Regions from separate parts of the Mus musculus genome. Here regions 1, 2 and 4 are each linked to region 3. The links are chromatin contacts, called in public Hi-C, HiChIP or PLAC-seq and promoter capture Hi-C maps. All regions are on one chromosome and are shown on one strand. Each heading gives the region's core, a stretch centred on a gene start, on an enhancer-like site or on the middle of the called end of the contact. The rest is flanking DNA. Distances are from core to core; before and after follow the strand shown. Region 1 overlaps Wdfy2 (WD repeat and FYVE domain containing 2). Region 2 overlaps Wdfy2 (WD repeat and FYVE domain containing 2). Region 3 holds the start of Fam124a (family with sequence similarity 124, member A). Region 4 holds the start of 2700070H01Rik (RIKEN cDNA 2700070H01 gene).

Evidence for each region. Promoter capture Hi-C pulls out the DNA fragments that hold promoters and counts their contacts. Hi-C and Micro-C count contacts between places; a contact is called where the count stands out from the background. HiChIP or PLAC-seq counts read pairs in DNA pulled down with a chosen protein or histone mark.
Region 1: a promoter capture Hi-C map of hippocampal neurons shows a contact between it and region 3, with 3 times the contacts expected there. The contact joins the enhancer-like site here to the promoter of Fam124a in region 3. A contact is called at or near these places in 2 of 39 promoter capture datasets (cranial neural crest and hippocampal neurons), 1 of 484 Hi-C or Micro-C datasets (muscle stem cells), 4 of 115 datasets of contacts at active chromatin or transcription factors (embryonic forebrain, embryonic stem cells, extraembryonic endoderm stem cells and 1 more) and 3 of 9 other capture datasets (adipose tissue, liver and macrophages).
Region 2: an H3K4me3 HiChIP or PLAC-seq map of forebrain shows a contact between it and region 3, with 3 times the contacts expected there. The contact joins the enhancer-like site here to the promoter of Fam124a in region 3. A contact is called at or near these places in 1 of 39 promoter capture datasets (embryonic stem cells), 7 of 484 Hi-C or Micro-C datasets (cortical neurons, muscle stem cells, myocytes and 2 more) and 5 of 115 datasets of contacts at active chromatin or transcription factors (astrocytes, embryonic basal ganglia, embryonic forebrain and 2 more).
Region 4: a Hi-C map of the N1E-115 cell line shows a contact between it and region 3, with 2.4 times the contacts expected there. The contact joins the promoter of 2700070H01Rik here to the promoter of Fam124a in region 3. A contact is called at or near these places in 10 of 39 promoter capture datasets (the 3T3-L1 cell line, 3T3-L1-derived adipocytes, the C10 cell line and 7 more), 2 of 484 Hi-C or Micro-C datasets (the N1E-115 cell line and bone marrow-derived macrophages), 1 of 115 datasets of contacts at active chromatin or transcription factors (embryonic stem cells) and 4 of 9 other capture datasets (adipose tissue, embryonic stem cells, embryonic trunk and 1 more).

Annotation. Positions count from the first base shown.
Region 1 is chr14:62,891,768-62,895,495 of GRCm38.p6, forward strand. All of the region lies in intron 2 of Wdfy2 (WD repeat and FYVE domain containing 2), which reads left to right. Among named protein-coding and RNA genes, the nearest start is that of Mir6541, 28 kb to the left of the region's middle. Within about 2 kb of position 1,329, at least 55 of the 459 cell types and tissues checked have an H3K27ac peak or open chromatin away from gene starts, as enhancers often do. A contact at or near this core is called in hippocampal neurons and muscle stem cells, where this site is marked.
Region 2 is chr14:62,849,835-62,853,218 of GRCm38.p6, forward strand. All of the region lies in intron 1 of Wdfy2 (WD repeat and FYVE domain containing 2), which reads left to right. Among named protein-coding and RNA genes, the nearest start is that of Gm26536, 13 kb to the left of the region's middle. Within about 2 kb of position 1,422, at least 84 of the 459 cell types and tissues checked have an H3K27ac peak or open chromatin away from gene starts, as enhancers often do. A contact at or near this core is called in fibro-adipogenic progenitors, forebrain, muscle stem cells and 1 more, where this site is marked.
Region 3 is chr14:62,553,319-62,557,016 of GRCm38.p6, forward strand. It overlaps Fam124a (family with sequence similarity 124, member A), which reads left to right and starts at 2,419. Exons shown (of 4, transcript NM_001243857.1): 1 at 2,419-2,596. The coding sequence starts at 2,535.
Region 4 is chr14:63,052,662-63,056,532 of GRCm38.p6, forward strand. 2700070H01Rik (RIKEN cDNA 2700070H01 gene) reads left to right here and starts at 2,412. Exons shown (of 3, transcript NR_046019.1): 1 at 2,412-2,445; 2 at 3,106-3,291.

The sequences.
Region 1 (3,728 bases), core at 79-2,578, 340 kb after region 3:
ATCATCAAGGCAGGAACATGGCAGCATCCAGGCAGGTATGATATAGGAGATACTGAGAGTTCTACATCTTCATCTGCAAGCTGCTAGCAGAATACTGGCTTCCAGGCAGCTAGGGTGAGGGTCTTAAAGCCCACACCCACAGTGATACACCTACAACCCACAAGGCTACATCTACTCCAACAGGACCACACCTTCTACTAGTGCCACTCCCCGGGCTGAACATATACAAACCATGACAGACACTAATAATAGATATGATTTCCCTAAGAGCATCATCAGCTCTGTTTCTGTAATAGTGGCATATTGGCTTTGAGGAGTAAGACTGTTAGGTATTTGTACAGTCTTCTACTGGGAATTAAGACAGACCTACTTTTATCCTCAGACAGTTTTCAGCATCCCCTGAACAGTAATTGGAATTGTGCTATTGGATTCTGCACAAAGCAACTGGGTCAGAATCTTTGTTTTAGTAAAATCTCTAGATGATTTCAGTATGCATTAAAGTTAGAATATGGTCTTCTAATGTGTTGTTAAGCAATATATACATGTTTAAATGAACCCAGTGAAGCCTTATGCAAATACTGTATTGATTTAAAATATGTAAATATAAGCCACTTTGTTAGTCAAATATTTATGACATGTCTAGTATACCTTGGCCACTGATGTAAGTGCCAAGGATGTGCAGATGAAGAGGATTCATAGGGCAAGGCGATTTCTGAAATGTTTTATTCTTAGATGCTTTCAGTACGGCACACAGGTTAAGGGGGGGCGGGCATGTGTACGTCCTTCATAGTTGTCAGTAATGAAACCTACTACATTACATGCGTACTTTCATCTTGAGTCTTTAAAAAATAAATAAATAAACGAGATTACTCAGTGCTGTCCCTAACTAATGTTTTTGTGGCATTGGTTACACAATAAGTGAAAATGAAAGAGAATCAAGTGAATGGCTACAAACTGTGTGCTACAGGCATTTATGACCATGTTCTGTGTTTATATGAGAAGTAGTATTCCAAATGCAGAAGGTGGCTTTTTGACTTGGTCCTCTAGAATAGTCATTACAATATAGTCATTGTTGTGTTTGGCAAGAGAATAGATATTCTGTATCTTTAATAAGAAGTTGAAGCTTAACACAGGGGACCAGGCGGGAGGCTCTGGGTGAGAAGAGTGGTGAGGCCTGAGCTTGGTGCTGGGTACCCAGCAAGGCAGTGTGTGAAATGCCGAGTGACCTAGAGAAGTGACACGCAGGAGAACAGTGAACAGCAGATGCACTGTTATAAATCCCAGGCACTGTCCATGCTAGAGTTCCTAGTCCTGTTCTAAGCTATCCACCCAGTCAACTGAAGGAAGGACGCCAAGAGGATCCAGCCTTGTGTAAATAAGGTGGTTTCCCCACCCCACCTCCGCCCAATCTGGCTTTCCCAGGAATTTGGCACTTTGACTAGGAAATTGTGGTCTTGGTCCTGTTCCGAACCCAAAACTGGCAGCATTAAACCCAAGAGCATCTAGACATTTGTGCATGAAGATGCAGTAGGAGCTGAAAGCAGAAAAGGATGAGCCAGGCAGAGTGAGGAGAGAGGAAGCCGTGTGATAATGCTGGGAGGGAGGCTCCCTCCTTCATCCCCCTAGGCCAGTCAGAATCCTGGCAGGCTCAGGCTGCTGGCCTTCTAGGGGCACCCACATGAGCTCACACTAACCTAGCTCTAGCTACAAGTATGTGGCAAGCCTTGGGGCTCGTAGAATACTTCCCTTCCTGCCTGTCACACTCTCCTGGACCTCTGTGACCTTTAAATAGAAGGGCAGACTCATGGCCTATAGTGTTACATGTTTCCATGGACATGGTCTGATAGGAGGGAGGCCATGTAGATATGGAGAATAGAAAAGAGTTGTTTATCCTCCTTCCCCTTTAGTTTCTTTGGACACGTTGTCCACCAGATGTTAACGTTTCTTCTGGCCACGTGCAATGTCCAGAGGATGTGGAGGTACAATACAGCAGTTGGTTTCTGCAGTCATGATGCTCACACTGTGTGAAGAAGGCAGGTCCTAGGTAAGCACTCTCCCAATTCATTGAGTGTGGGGAATTGCAGGCTGGTCTCCAGTTGAGCTGAGGTCTGAACCCCGATGGTCATAATTCACCTACATGACACAGTAGGCGTTCCCTCATGCTCCTGGAACTCTGGCCCCTGCCTAAGGTACCACCTCCCACAGTCCCCACAAGAGAAGCATGGTCAGTAGTCATGTAAACAATGGCTCAAACTTCTGACCTTCAGGCTAAACTCCTCCCCAGTTACCTAGCAACAGTGAAGACCATAAAAAGGGGTGCTCAGCCTGCACATCACTCTCTTAGTCCTTTGTCCTCTCATCTCTCACTTCTCTCACCTCTTCCCTTTCTCTTTGTCTTCCTCTCTCCTCTCCTCTCCTCTCCTCTCCTCTCCTCTCCTCTCCTCTCCTCTCCTCTCCTCTCCTATCCTCTCCTCTCCTCTCCTCTCCTCTCCTCTCCTCTCCTCTCCTCTCTTCTTCTCTCTTTCTCGCTAGACTTTCCTCTTCCTTCCTTCCCCCCTCTCTTTCTCTTTCTTTTCTACCTTCTCTCTTTCCCCCTGCATTTCTATAATAAAGCTCTTAAACCATAGAGTGTCTCTGCACCTTCTAGAACCGCTGCGCCACTCTCGCCAGTGTTGGGAACTCCTTCCCTCATCCCTCTCTCCTACAACCCTGGGGCTTTAGCAAGGTAGCTCTGGGGTCCCTGGTCGGGGCTACCCCTTTTCCACCCCCCCACCCCCCCACCCCACTGCGTGGGCCAGGCATGCTCACCTGGGGCCTAGTGGAAAAGTGTCCGGCAGCTCTGCCTGTGTCTGCCTGCCCAGAGCACAGGAACTCTGGCTGGATGTTAGGCCCCTTTACCTCCCCCACTTCTCCCTGGGCCTCCCTAGGGTCCCCCTTTATTTTTGTTCCCAACAATTGAGGACTATAGCAGAAGTACTGCATAAGGGCCTGGTCCCTGGTGTTCCCAGAAGAGCGTTTACTTAAACTGTTTTCAACAGAATGCTTGCATATCTGTTCCGGGAATTGAATCCAGGGTGGTGTGCCTACCTACTGAACTATACCCCTAGAGCCTCTAGAGAACTGAGGGTGTTTGTTGCCTTGTTTTGAAGGCAATAATACACACATATATACATATACATTCATGCATATATACATACGTATGTATACTGTATACATATTTGGGCTAAAGAGAAATTGGAACAGATATTTTTTATCTGCTCCCCTGGTGTCTCCATGTTGTTGATGCTAATTGCTGTGGTAGTATCAGCTTACAGCCTGCTCAGCTGGGGCCCTTCTACTCACATTTGTTAGTTGTAGAGGGACCTTCCTCAGGGTCCAAGATTGAGAGTTCATTACAGCTATACATGTGTTTTAGGCTTCTAGTGGAGGTACTATTTCATCCACTATATTCCCATTATACCACAGACAAAATATCACACGGAAGCCCCGGGTATCCATGGTTGAGATATTTTAGATATATCTACCAATTAGCTTTTTCACTCATGTACTTAAGACAGAAGACAGGCAGGGAGGAATCTGATGCGTCAGCCACAGTGGCAGGTGGTGGAGATGTGAGAGAATTGGGTTCACAGTTGGCGGCCCTCGGTGCCAACTTCTCCTTTGGGAATATGGGACAGGTAAACTACCTTGGTTGCCAGAGATACAGTGACTAGAGGTCAGGAGGGTGA
Region 2 (3,384 bases), core at 172-2,671, 300 kb after region 3:
CAATAGTGTCAGCTTTTCTAACCCTGATAGCAATCAAGCTTGCAGTTTCTATTCAAGTGTATTCTCAGCATATCTGGGTGTGAATACTAGAAGGACTAATCTAACCCGAACTAGTTTGAGATGTAGGTGTACAGTAAAGCAAACTGTGTCCTCCTTTTACCTTTTTATTGCCTGTACATAACTGGTCATGCATATGTTGAAATCAGGTATATTATAGAAAGGGTTGTGCACAGTAAGAAAAGGGAGTATAGAACCCAATCTATCAGTAATGTCAGAGAACCACCCAAGCTATGTGCCTTAGTAGAAGCAGCCCCCCTCTCTCTTTAGACCCCATAAAAAGAGACCCCAGGCAGTAGCCTGGGCCCTAGAATAGCCTCATTCCTGTGGTCTGCTAGCAATCTTGACAGCATGTCTTTTTAAATCTGTACTATTGTTTTGCTCCAAATAAAGTTCCCTTGCTTCCTCTGAAGATCTAAGTGTGTCCTTATTTTCAATCCTTTGCTAAGAGGTGCTTTGTTTAAGGAGACCATCTACTAGTTACCTTGAAAATTTATCGAGATGCCATGGGATACCTGCCTATAAGTTATTGGCCAGAGAGACCCTAGACGAACCTCAGCCTGTTGCCATAGCTCTTGATTACCCACTGGAACTAGATGGAAAGATCCTATTGCTGAAGATACAACACATTGGTTGTGGACATATAGAGAAACCAAACCAGAACTGACCTTAAAACTTCCTCTGTTGGCTAGCTACCATAGTGCTGGAAGGGACTATCTGGCCATATGAGGAGAAGAGCTATCCATAATATTACCCATTGGTGAACTGACTTGCTAAGGCAAGATGTGCCCACTGGTGTAGTAGTGGCCTGGCTGTTATAGTGAGAGGTGGCTAACCAACCACTTTTGAATTGGATTTGAGGTCTGCTTCACAGGAAATAATTCTTTTGCCTTGTACTATAAGTCTGGTCAAAGGCCCTAGAGGAGAGCATTACTGTTGTTGCCTTGCTATATGAACATGTTGTCATGCCTTCTAAATATTTATATTTATATCCTAGATTAGTGGCTGCTGCCCTCAGCCTTGGCCAGACAAGCTTCTCTCTATAGTGCTCAACAGTTAATGCAGAGACACCATAAATAGTCAAAGTGCTGAGACTTAAGTGACTACTTAGTGCTTAACCATAAGTAGGACATCTGTGTTTCACATCTCCTCCCCCAGGTCTCAAGGAACGTCATAGAAAAGGAGGGCGGAAAGAATGTAAGAAGAGCCAGAGGGTGGGGAGGAGTGCTGTGTAATGTTGTCTTCTGGGAACCGACAGGGCCACTGCACTCCTGAGCTCACTGAAGCCGTGGTTGCCTGTACAAAACCAAGCCAGCAGGATCAGCCAGTGTTCAGTCCTGCAGCACTAATTAGACTCTGTGGATTACAGAGAGCGGGAGGGAGGAGAGGGATGACTGCAGTGTGTGTGTCCGCCCACACCTCACTGAGGAGGCAGAGCAAGATGGATCTCTGTGAGTTTGAGGCCAGCTTGGTCTACAAAGGAGTTCCAGGACAGCCAGAGCTCTGTTATACAGAAAACCCTGTCTTGAAAAACAAACAAACAAACAAACAAACAACCCTCCAAGTGATATATTGTTTAAATTATTACATTGCCAAAGAATAACTAAAAGGTATTCTCTTAATAAAGAAAAAAGAAAGTTCTTAAGATTGCCTTGGTGATTTCATGAGGTGTGAAATGCATGCATTCAATGTGTGGTGAACTAGCAGCTCAGTTCATGAGGACACCGGGGTGAGTTCAGTGGGAAGCTCCGGGGCGTGCGACTTGGAGCTGCATTCTGGGTCTAATGCAGAATGCACGGTGTTTTGTTATCTTCCCAGGAAAGAGAGGCCTTATTTGGCTTTCGGTTTAAGAGAGAACACAGTCTGTTGAGGTGAGGAAGACATGGTGTCAGGAGCATGAGCTGGCCACACCTCCTCTGCGGTCCCAAGCAGAGGTGAATGCTGGCACTCAACACTGTCTCTCTTCTTCACTTTCTATTGAGCTCAGGACCCCAGCCCATGAGGTGGTGCTGCCCACATCCAGAGTGGTCTTGCCTCCTCAGTTAACGCTTTCAGAAAACCTGACAGACATCCCAGAGGTGTGTTTCCACTGTTGATTCTAAATCCAGCCAGGTTAACATAGAGAGTGCATGGCACCCCCTCATCTCACTAGCGGAGGGCTAGCTGCAGCCTCCATTTGAACTCAAGAATTGTGTTATGATTGCTGTCTGTATAAAGAGAATTCTTTGAAATAGAAATGTAAGCAGTGAGTTAATCCGGCGGCTGTATTTCTTTACCTTTGCCAGTTCCTAATAACCACGCAGAGAAACCCAAGATTGATTTCAAGCTGCATCTCAGTACTGAGCAGTCAAATGATCTGTAATAACCCCGTGCTCATCTGGCTCCCTCCCAGCCTCATCCCGTGATCCTTGCATATTTTTATTGATCTGGCTTTTGGGCTTCCGATGTTTTTTACTCATGGTGGCTTCTCAGACCTTCTATGATGGATCTGAATCCTCCCTCCCTCCTTCCCCTGGCTGGAGGAAGCTTCCGCTGTATTCTGTCTTCTGCCCAGCCATTGGGTGATCAGCATTTATTGACAGGGCAGAGTAAAAGGTAAGAATGTTTACACAAACTTGAAACAGGAGATTCTTGACTTAAGCGTTACAGTGCCATGTCCAGATTGAAACGAGATGTGAGGGAGAGAAGTGGCATTCGAATAGCACAAGGATAACCTTTACACAGTGCACAAATGCATTATGCCTGCAGTGTGTCCCAAGCTCATTTGTCCTTCCTTAGGGTAACAGTCAACTGTCTAATTCATTCCACTGGTGGTAAATGTAATAAGCTTTTGAAAGGGATATCTTAGCTGGGCAGTGGTGTCACAAGCCTTTTTAATTCCAGCTCTCAGGAGTTCGATGCCAGCCTGGTCTACAGGGTGAGTTTCAGGACAGCCAGGGATACACAGAGGTGAAACCCTGTCTCAAACAAACAAATACACAAACAAAACAGAAAACAAAAAGTCTTTAGCTGTTTTTTTTTCCCTCCCCATGTGTCCTGATGAGAGTGCTTTAGCACCAAGAGAACCACAGGTGACACCTGTCAATGCTGGTCTGCCTTCCAGACAGGCAGGAGGAGAGCAGAAGGCAGAGGCATCCGTCAACTGCACCTGTGCTCGTTCCGAGCTTCCTGGAAGCTCAGTCAGTGACTTCTGCTCACATCTCCTTAACCAGAAGTGTCTCAGCCCTCACTCACACAGGCTGGCCCATGCCCCCCTCAGTGTAATTTGGTGGGAAAAAGTTTTGAGAAGAATTTATACCATTGTTGTCTATAAAACTAGAGGGACTT
Region 3 (3,698 bases), core at 1,169-3,668:
TTAATGAATCCTCTTTCAAATACATATATTCATTCCATCTGCTCTGTTCCATAAGAGAAACCCAACTAATATGATCTGAAACCAACCTTATGTGGCAAACATCTCACACAAATGTTGGAAGCAACCCATGGATATCGTCTGATAACGTGCTTGCTTTTGTGCTGTTTGCTTTTCTGGGTCAATAAGATGACTTCTTTCCTGGTAAAATGCTGTTAAAGATGTCTGACATCCTTCATCCCTTTCCCAATGCCAAGCTCTAGGTGCTGCTCAGTAAGCACAGAGCAAAAACCTTTGTTAGGGACAGGCACAAATCATAAGTGTCAGGCACAGACACACAAGAGACAGGCTGGCCGGCCACCACAAACTACAAACACACAGAAGACATGAGGCACACGTGGAAAATTCAACTGTGGGCTTTCTTTCCCTCGGCCAAATTAAACCAACATTCCTTAAAGTGAGATCAATGTGTTTGGCGCCTCTGAGGTTCTGTTTAATGTTAGCAGATGCATTTTGATTCTTTATTGGGGGGGGGGGGAATAGAGGAAAGACTTAACAGGTGATTCGCTCACAGGTTGAGAATTTTCAGTTCGTGGCTGCTCACCTCCAAGGCTTTTGGCCTCATGCCACACAGGGTGTGTTAGGGCAGAGGTTCTACCCAGCGGGGACAGGATAAGTCCCCAGTGACCTACTTCCTCCAGCTACACATGCCACACACATGCACACACTGTCTAATAGTCCAATTAACTATGAATTCATCCAGGGATTGATCCATTGATGAGGGTAGCACCTTTCTGATCCAATCAACTTCCCAAAAAGCCTACCAGCTGCCCACCAAGCTTCAGATGACGTTTTTAGATTCAAAACCACAACACGGTAAATCGGCTTAAATCTTCCTTAAAGAACTATTCCTTTGTTTAAGCTAATGAGCACCAAACTGAATATAACACATCCATTTTTGCTTGTTTGGGGGAAAGAATTTAAGGTTTAGGGAAGGCTATTCAGATTTGGCATAGGCACACTTACCGATATTTTTTTTTCCTGATCGATACTGCATTTCTACTCTGCTTTTGTCTACTGCCCTTCTCTTTTGTGTAATGTGTTTAAAATTAGAGTCCGAAAGCAATGACAAATATGTAAAGTGGGAAGAGCAGGAGAGAGAGAGGGAGAGAGAGAGAGAGAGGGAGGGAGGGAGGGAGGGAGGGAGGGAGGGAGGGAAGGAAGGAAGGAAGGAAGGAAGGAAGGAAGGAAGGAAGGAAGGAAGGAAGGAAGGAAGAGGATTGTTCTTCACAGCTTGTCACACAGAAGTGACACCGCTGTGCCAGTTGAGAGGGCATGCAGGTAGCTAGCCTTCACCTGGGACACTGACAGCTCCCGTAACCAGTACTTGGCATGTAGCAGAACTCACACGCAAACTGTTTTACAGACATGATCTCTTGTAACTCAAAATGGAGGTTCAGGGACGATCACAGACGTGATCTCTTGTAACTCACAACAGACAGAGAAGATAGCAGTAGCCCAATATGCGAAAAAATTAAGGCTCCAGGAGGTTAAATAACTTGTCTGAAAAGAAAAGATGACAGGGTCATAGCTGGTTGGCAGAACATGCTCAAGGTTGCGTCTTCAGCACTACCCTACAAAAGCGAATACGACATACACTTAAGTGCCTTCCACTGCTTCTAATGACAACACCACCAGAATTAAGTCTAAGTTGTTCTTACCCCACCACCGCCGCCGCTCCCAAGTTGCCTCACTGGCTAGAGTGGAAAAATGACTTCCTGCTACTTCAATTATTAACCCATCCTAAGGGATGGCTGGGTTTAACAACGTCAATGTCCATCACCCTCTTGCTGCCAGACCCCTTTGAATGGAAGCACACCCAGGACTCTTCGTGTTATTTTAAGATAGATAACAAAAGAATACATTCTCTAGCAAGTTGGGTCAGTGAGCAAGGCGATAATGAATTCAACGTCTGCAGTTCTGAGAAACACCCACGTGTTTTAACTGGTCCTCAAATGGCGATATCACACTCTGCCCTGGTTGCGCTGGTGGGTGTTTCCCAGTACTGCTCGCAGAATGGGGCTGAAAAAAATCTCTGGGCAAGCCCGGGGACTCCAGACTCTTTACTGTGGACCCAGGGGAGGGCAGCTTTGCTACTAGACTCCATACATGGGGCCCGCACCAGTCACTATAGAACGCACAGCGCTGGCATGCACCAGGCGGGTTGCAAGATAAATACTGCACGCCCACTGCACTCCACGCCCACTGCACTCCTCGCTCATGGAGAGAGTCCATCCCCCGGCACCTCCCGCACTCACGCTCGCGCTCGTGCACACGCGCGCATCCCGTGCACCCGCTCGGATCCTCGCCTGGTGGCACCCGGCGCGCCCGCGCAGCGCCGAGCGGAGGGCGGGGAGGGCGCGGCCGCGAGAGGGCGCGGCGAGCGGCTTCCTCGCGGGGCCGGGTTGTTGCGGAGGCCGGAGACGAGGCTCTCGGAGGGTCCCCGGGGCCGAGGGAGCGCGGACGGCACGCGCGCCATGAACCCGAAGGCGGGCGGTGAGGAAGAGGACTGCGTGGACTCTGGCGCCGAGACCGGAGGGTGAGCTGAGCCCAGCCGGGCGGGGCGGGAGCTCAGTACTTGCGCTCGGGAGCCCGAGCTGGGGAGGCAGTCCTGGGGTTGGGGTGCAGTATCTGCGAGCCAGCGGCATGGTCTGTGGTTGCCTGGGTCAGGGTGGGAAGGGGCGAGAAGAACCCCACCCCGGGCTGCTAGGTGATGGGACCCGAGGTTCAGCGTCGTTCCTCGCAGCCCTGTGGCCCCACGGTGCCAGGTTCAGCCACTATCCCCCTTCACCTAGAGATGCGCCTGCACTTGTTCCAGCCAGGCAACTCTGATAGCTTTGGAGCCCCAGGCTGCTGAGGAGGAAAGCAGGTGGAGAGGGTGGGACACCAGCACAGGAAAAAGACTCCGAAGCCGGCTAGGAGGACTTCATATCTCACTTATACTGTGCTGCTGAGCGGCCTCTCCACCCCGCCAGCCTGGAGTACCCACAGGATGCTGTGATGGGGTCTTGTGTGCTTCAATGGACTCAGTAATTAGCTCCAACCTTTGGAGGCTAATTAGTCCTCTCCCAACAGCAGTTTTCCTGAGTAGGACAAAAGACGGAATGCATTTTCAGAAACCAATGTCCCGTGATGGTCTCCACCCAGCCCATATCTAGAGGATTTTCCTGTGCACAGTCAGCACCACAGCCAGGATACAAGTGCTACCCCAGTAGGAACGTGTGTCTTTTCCTATCTAGAGAAGTCCTGCTAGAGGTCAGGGGCTACCCAGGCTACAGAAGACCTCGGAATTCCTGGAAGGTGGAGAGGTTTCAAACTAATATTAGGATTTGGCAATCTACTGAGAACAGGGAGGGAGGCCAGTTCCAGAATGGACCTATGTTCTGACCTAACCCACGAAAGCGTCCCTCAAGCTCGTCCTGCCTCCCAACCCCACCCCTCCTTGCAGCCTTCTCCACCAGCCCAACCCTAAATCTGGACTGTCATTCTTCCCTACACAGCAGGCTTTCTCTTGTTACCCAACCATGGTAACCGTGACAGAGGAGTAACTTGATTTGATGTCCCCACCCCTGCCCACCATTGCTTTTGCTTCAATTCTGTTGGTGTACAGTTGTCAACTTAGTTTATTTCCTGATATTTTG
Region 4 (3,871 bases), core at 1,162-3,661, 500 kb after region 3:
ATTCATTCAATGGACATATAAGTCGAATCCATTTCTTTGTTAATGTTTTTGGAATTATTTATTTATATGAGTACCCTGATGCTGTCTTCAGACACACCAGAAGAGGGTGTCAGACCCATTACAGATGGTTGTGAGCCACCATGTGGTTGCTGGGAATTGAACTCAGGACCTCTGAAAGAACAGTCAGTGTTCTTAACCACTGAGCCATCTCTTCAGTCCCCCAAATTCATTTCTTAATGACTCACACAATATTTCTAATCTTCGAAACACCCAGCTAGATCATCAGATATTCCTCATTCAGAGTTGGGTCACATAACCACCATCCAAAAGACAGTGAGGCGAATCAAAATGTCCCCATGTTCGACTCACCTGCACAGATAAACAAACAAACAAACAAACAAACCTCTTCTCAACAGTAAACAACAAAAGACAACACATAGAACAAGGGTAACAAGGAACAGGCCAACACCTGTGAAGATGGCTTTAAACTTTGAAGAAGGAATCAATAAAAGATGTTCAAGGATGCAAAGATAAAGACATCTAATACAGCATCCTGGTCACCTCCTTCCTGTCAACTTTAAATATGAGTGTAATCCCACAAAATCTTTGAATCACGCAGACTGAACCTCAAGCTCCTTAATAAAGTTTTTAAATAAGATTGTCATCAGAAATTCAGAAGATGAGGAGTCCGCCTAAGTCTCCTCCTAGATATCCAAGCCTTAACCAAGGAAGCCGATAACAGGACGTGACCAGCTGCATTGACAAGCAGCAGAGGAAAGACAAGGACCTTTCAATTAATAGGACCAACAACAAGTCATTCGGTCAGTAGGGACAACAATACATTGTTCATTAATTAGGGATGCCGCTCTGAAATAATAAGGCTGGTGGCTCATGCAGACCTTATCCCAGAATAAACTCAAAATGAATCAGAGATAGGAAATTATAAAGAGGGAGCCATAGGATTGCTTTATCATCATTTTACCTGAAATAGAGCACAAATGGCATTTTAGGAACTAGTAGGCTACATCAAGTGAATCGTTCTTCCCATGGAAAAGGCAAGAGGGAAAATAACCAGAAACACAACAAATAATAAATTCTTAGAAGCTGGTTAAAAGTTTCAAGTAAAATCTTTCAAATGTTAATTTTAGAAAGTCCTTGAGATTACTTCTATGAAGATATGATGTGTGTGTGTGTGTGCATTTGCATGTGTGTATGTTCGAGTGAAATGTGGGTGGTGTGTGCATGCATGTGCGTGTGTCTGTGTGTGTGTTGTGCATGTGCATGCTACAACCCATGTGTGGAGGTCAGGAGACAGCTTTGTCGAGTTGGTTTCTTTTTTTCCCTTCCCTTCTCTCTTTGTACATAGGTTCTAGGAGTGGCGCAGAGATGACCCTGAGCTGTCTCACTAGCCCAATATTGGAGTGCTTTTAAATGGAACACACCCAAGCTAAAAAAAAACCTTCTGCTACTCACAACGCAGCATTGTAGGCAACCTCCCAGACAAAACAATGGGGAAGAGAAGCTGGGCGCAACAGTAACCCCACGGACTGCCACTCACTTGAATTTTAAGAACATGGCACTGTGTCCAAAGCAGGGAAGGGGCTGTTTCTGGTGGGTGAGTGAGGAGGAAGAGGATGAAGAAAGTGTTGAGAACACTCTGGGAACCTGTATATGAACCCAAACATTTTAAGAGCCCCTCAATCCACTTGCACACAGAAGACCTGTCATCCACAATATTTCTTAATGAGTTCTTGGGCCTCATAGACACATTGGGAGCTTTTAATCAGTGAGTGGAGCTAGGAAGTGGGTCACATCATCCCAGAAAAAAAAAAAAAAAAAGTAACTAACAAGCTTTCCTGGGTAGCCTCTGAAAACCCCAAAGAGCTGGAAAGGCCTCCTAGGATAACAACAAATGCTGGAAGTGTTTCAGAATAGCAGCACAGATGTCCGGGGGAGCATAATTGTTCCTTCTGCGTGTGGTAGGCTAGTTCAGGGTCCAGTCAGAGCTCACCAGACCCCTGAGAGAACCAGGAAAGAGGCTAGCCCAGCCTTTCAGTTGAGCTCCCATTTTCTCTTCCAGACCTCAAGCATGGGCTGCCTGGCCACTCCCTGCCCTCTGAGTCTCTTCTCATCATTCTCAGAATGAGGCACTGTCCAGACAAGACCCAGGCTGTCCACCCTGTGGCGCCAGCAAGCGGAGAGCAGACAGCAGGGCCCCTGCCTCCACCACCTCCCTTCCCCTGGCACCAAAACAAATGACCTCATCTGAGGAACCAGCTCCTATCAGCCACCAGCCTCCCTCCAGGCCAGCAGAGGGATCAACGGGAGGGGAGGAGGCTGGCCCTGGGCTCTGCCTACTTTGGCACAGACCTGGTTCTGCGGAGCATCAGCTGCCGCCTTTAAATCAGGGAGGCTTCGGCTTTGTTCTTGGGTCCTGGATACTGGGTGAGCCCTACTCCTGCATGTAGCCCCCCCCCCCCCCCCGACGTCTCCCTCTGTGCTATCCTTGGGTACACATAACTACAAAGGACAGCCACCACACAAATAGCCAACGAAGGACTGAGGAGGCTCTGTGTATGCATGTGTGCATGCATGCATGCTTGCATGCGTGTGTGCTTGTGAACAGCCTCAGGTATTCATTCTTGGTTTTAGACACTACTCAGTGGCCTGGAACTCAGCAAGAAGGCTACACTGGCTGGCCACCAAGCCCAGGGATCCACTGCCTCTGCCTTCCAGGGGCTAGGGTTGCACACATATACACCACCTGACTTTTTGTGGTTATCATGGTTTTGGTTTGTATTGATTGATTGATTGGTTGGTTGATTGCACGGATGATTCTGGAGAGTCCACAGTGCCTTTACTCTGTGCAAGAGAGTCATTTCACCCAGTCCAGAAATGGAAGTCTAGGATTCTAACTGTGCCAGGGCCCCATCACCCCCTGTTCTGCCCTGGCACTGCAGTGGTGTGGTAGAGGCCTCCTATAGGTGATGGGGTGGCAGCCATGTCCCACCAGATGATGTGACTGACATGGTGGCTTTGATATCAGTATCTTTTTCCAATCTGGTTCAGCATTTAATGATGGTGCTCATGATGTTGTCTACCCAGGGGCAGACTCTCGAGACTTCCACAACATGTGACCTTCAGCAAAGTCTTAGAACACTTCTAGACCTCAGCAAGTAACCTACGAGAGGCGGTTATGACTGGTCCTGTCTTCAAGCTAGGCTGCAAGAGTCAAGTGGCAACTGAATCAGTGCATCATGCCCAGCATGGAGGAAGCCATCAGTCATCCTGGTCAGTTATCAAGATCCACAGGGTGGTGGCCTCGGAAAGTGTGCGGCTCCATCTGACTTCTCTATCCCAGTCAGTCTGACTGCACCTCCTGTTGAGTGTGTGAATAGGGGCCCAGTGACCTTCCCAAAGGTGGCTGGCATCCCTGTATGCTGGATCGCAGGACCCATTTTGGTCTTTCTGTCCTTGCCCAGGCTAGTATACACAGTGATTATGTATGCATTGCAAGCACCTTATTATTAGAAGAGAGCAGGGGTGTGGCTAAATCGGTAGAGTGCTTGCCTAGCACACAGGAAACCCTGGGTTCCATTCTCAGCACTGCATAAACGGTGCTGCTCAGTGCTGTAATCCCAGCACTCAGGAGATGGAGGCAGGGGAATCAAGTAAGTTCAGGCTAGCCTGGGATAGCTGAGACTAAAAAGAGGGGGGGCGGGGTGGAGGAGAAAGTGGAAAAAGAAGAGAGAAGGAGGAGAGAAAGGACTAGAGAAAGTAATCGTTAGACAAGAGGTGGATTTTGTTCAGCATCAGGGAAGACCTGTATCAGGTCTCTCTCCCCTGGAGGGCAGCAGATGAAGAAGTGCTA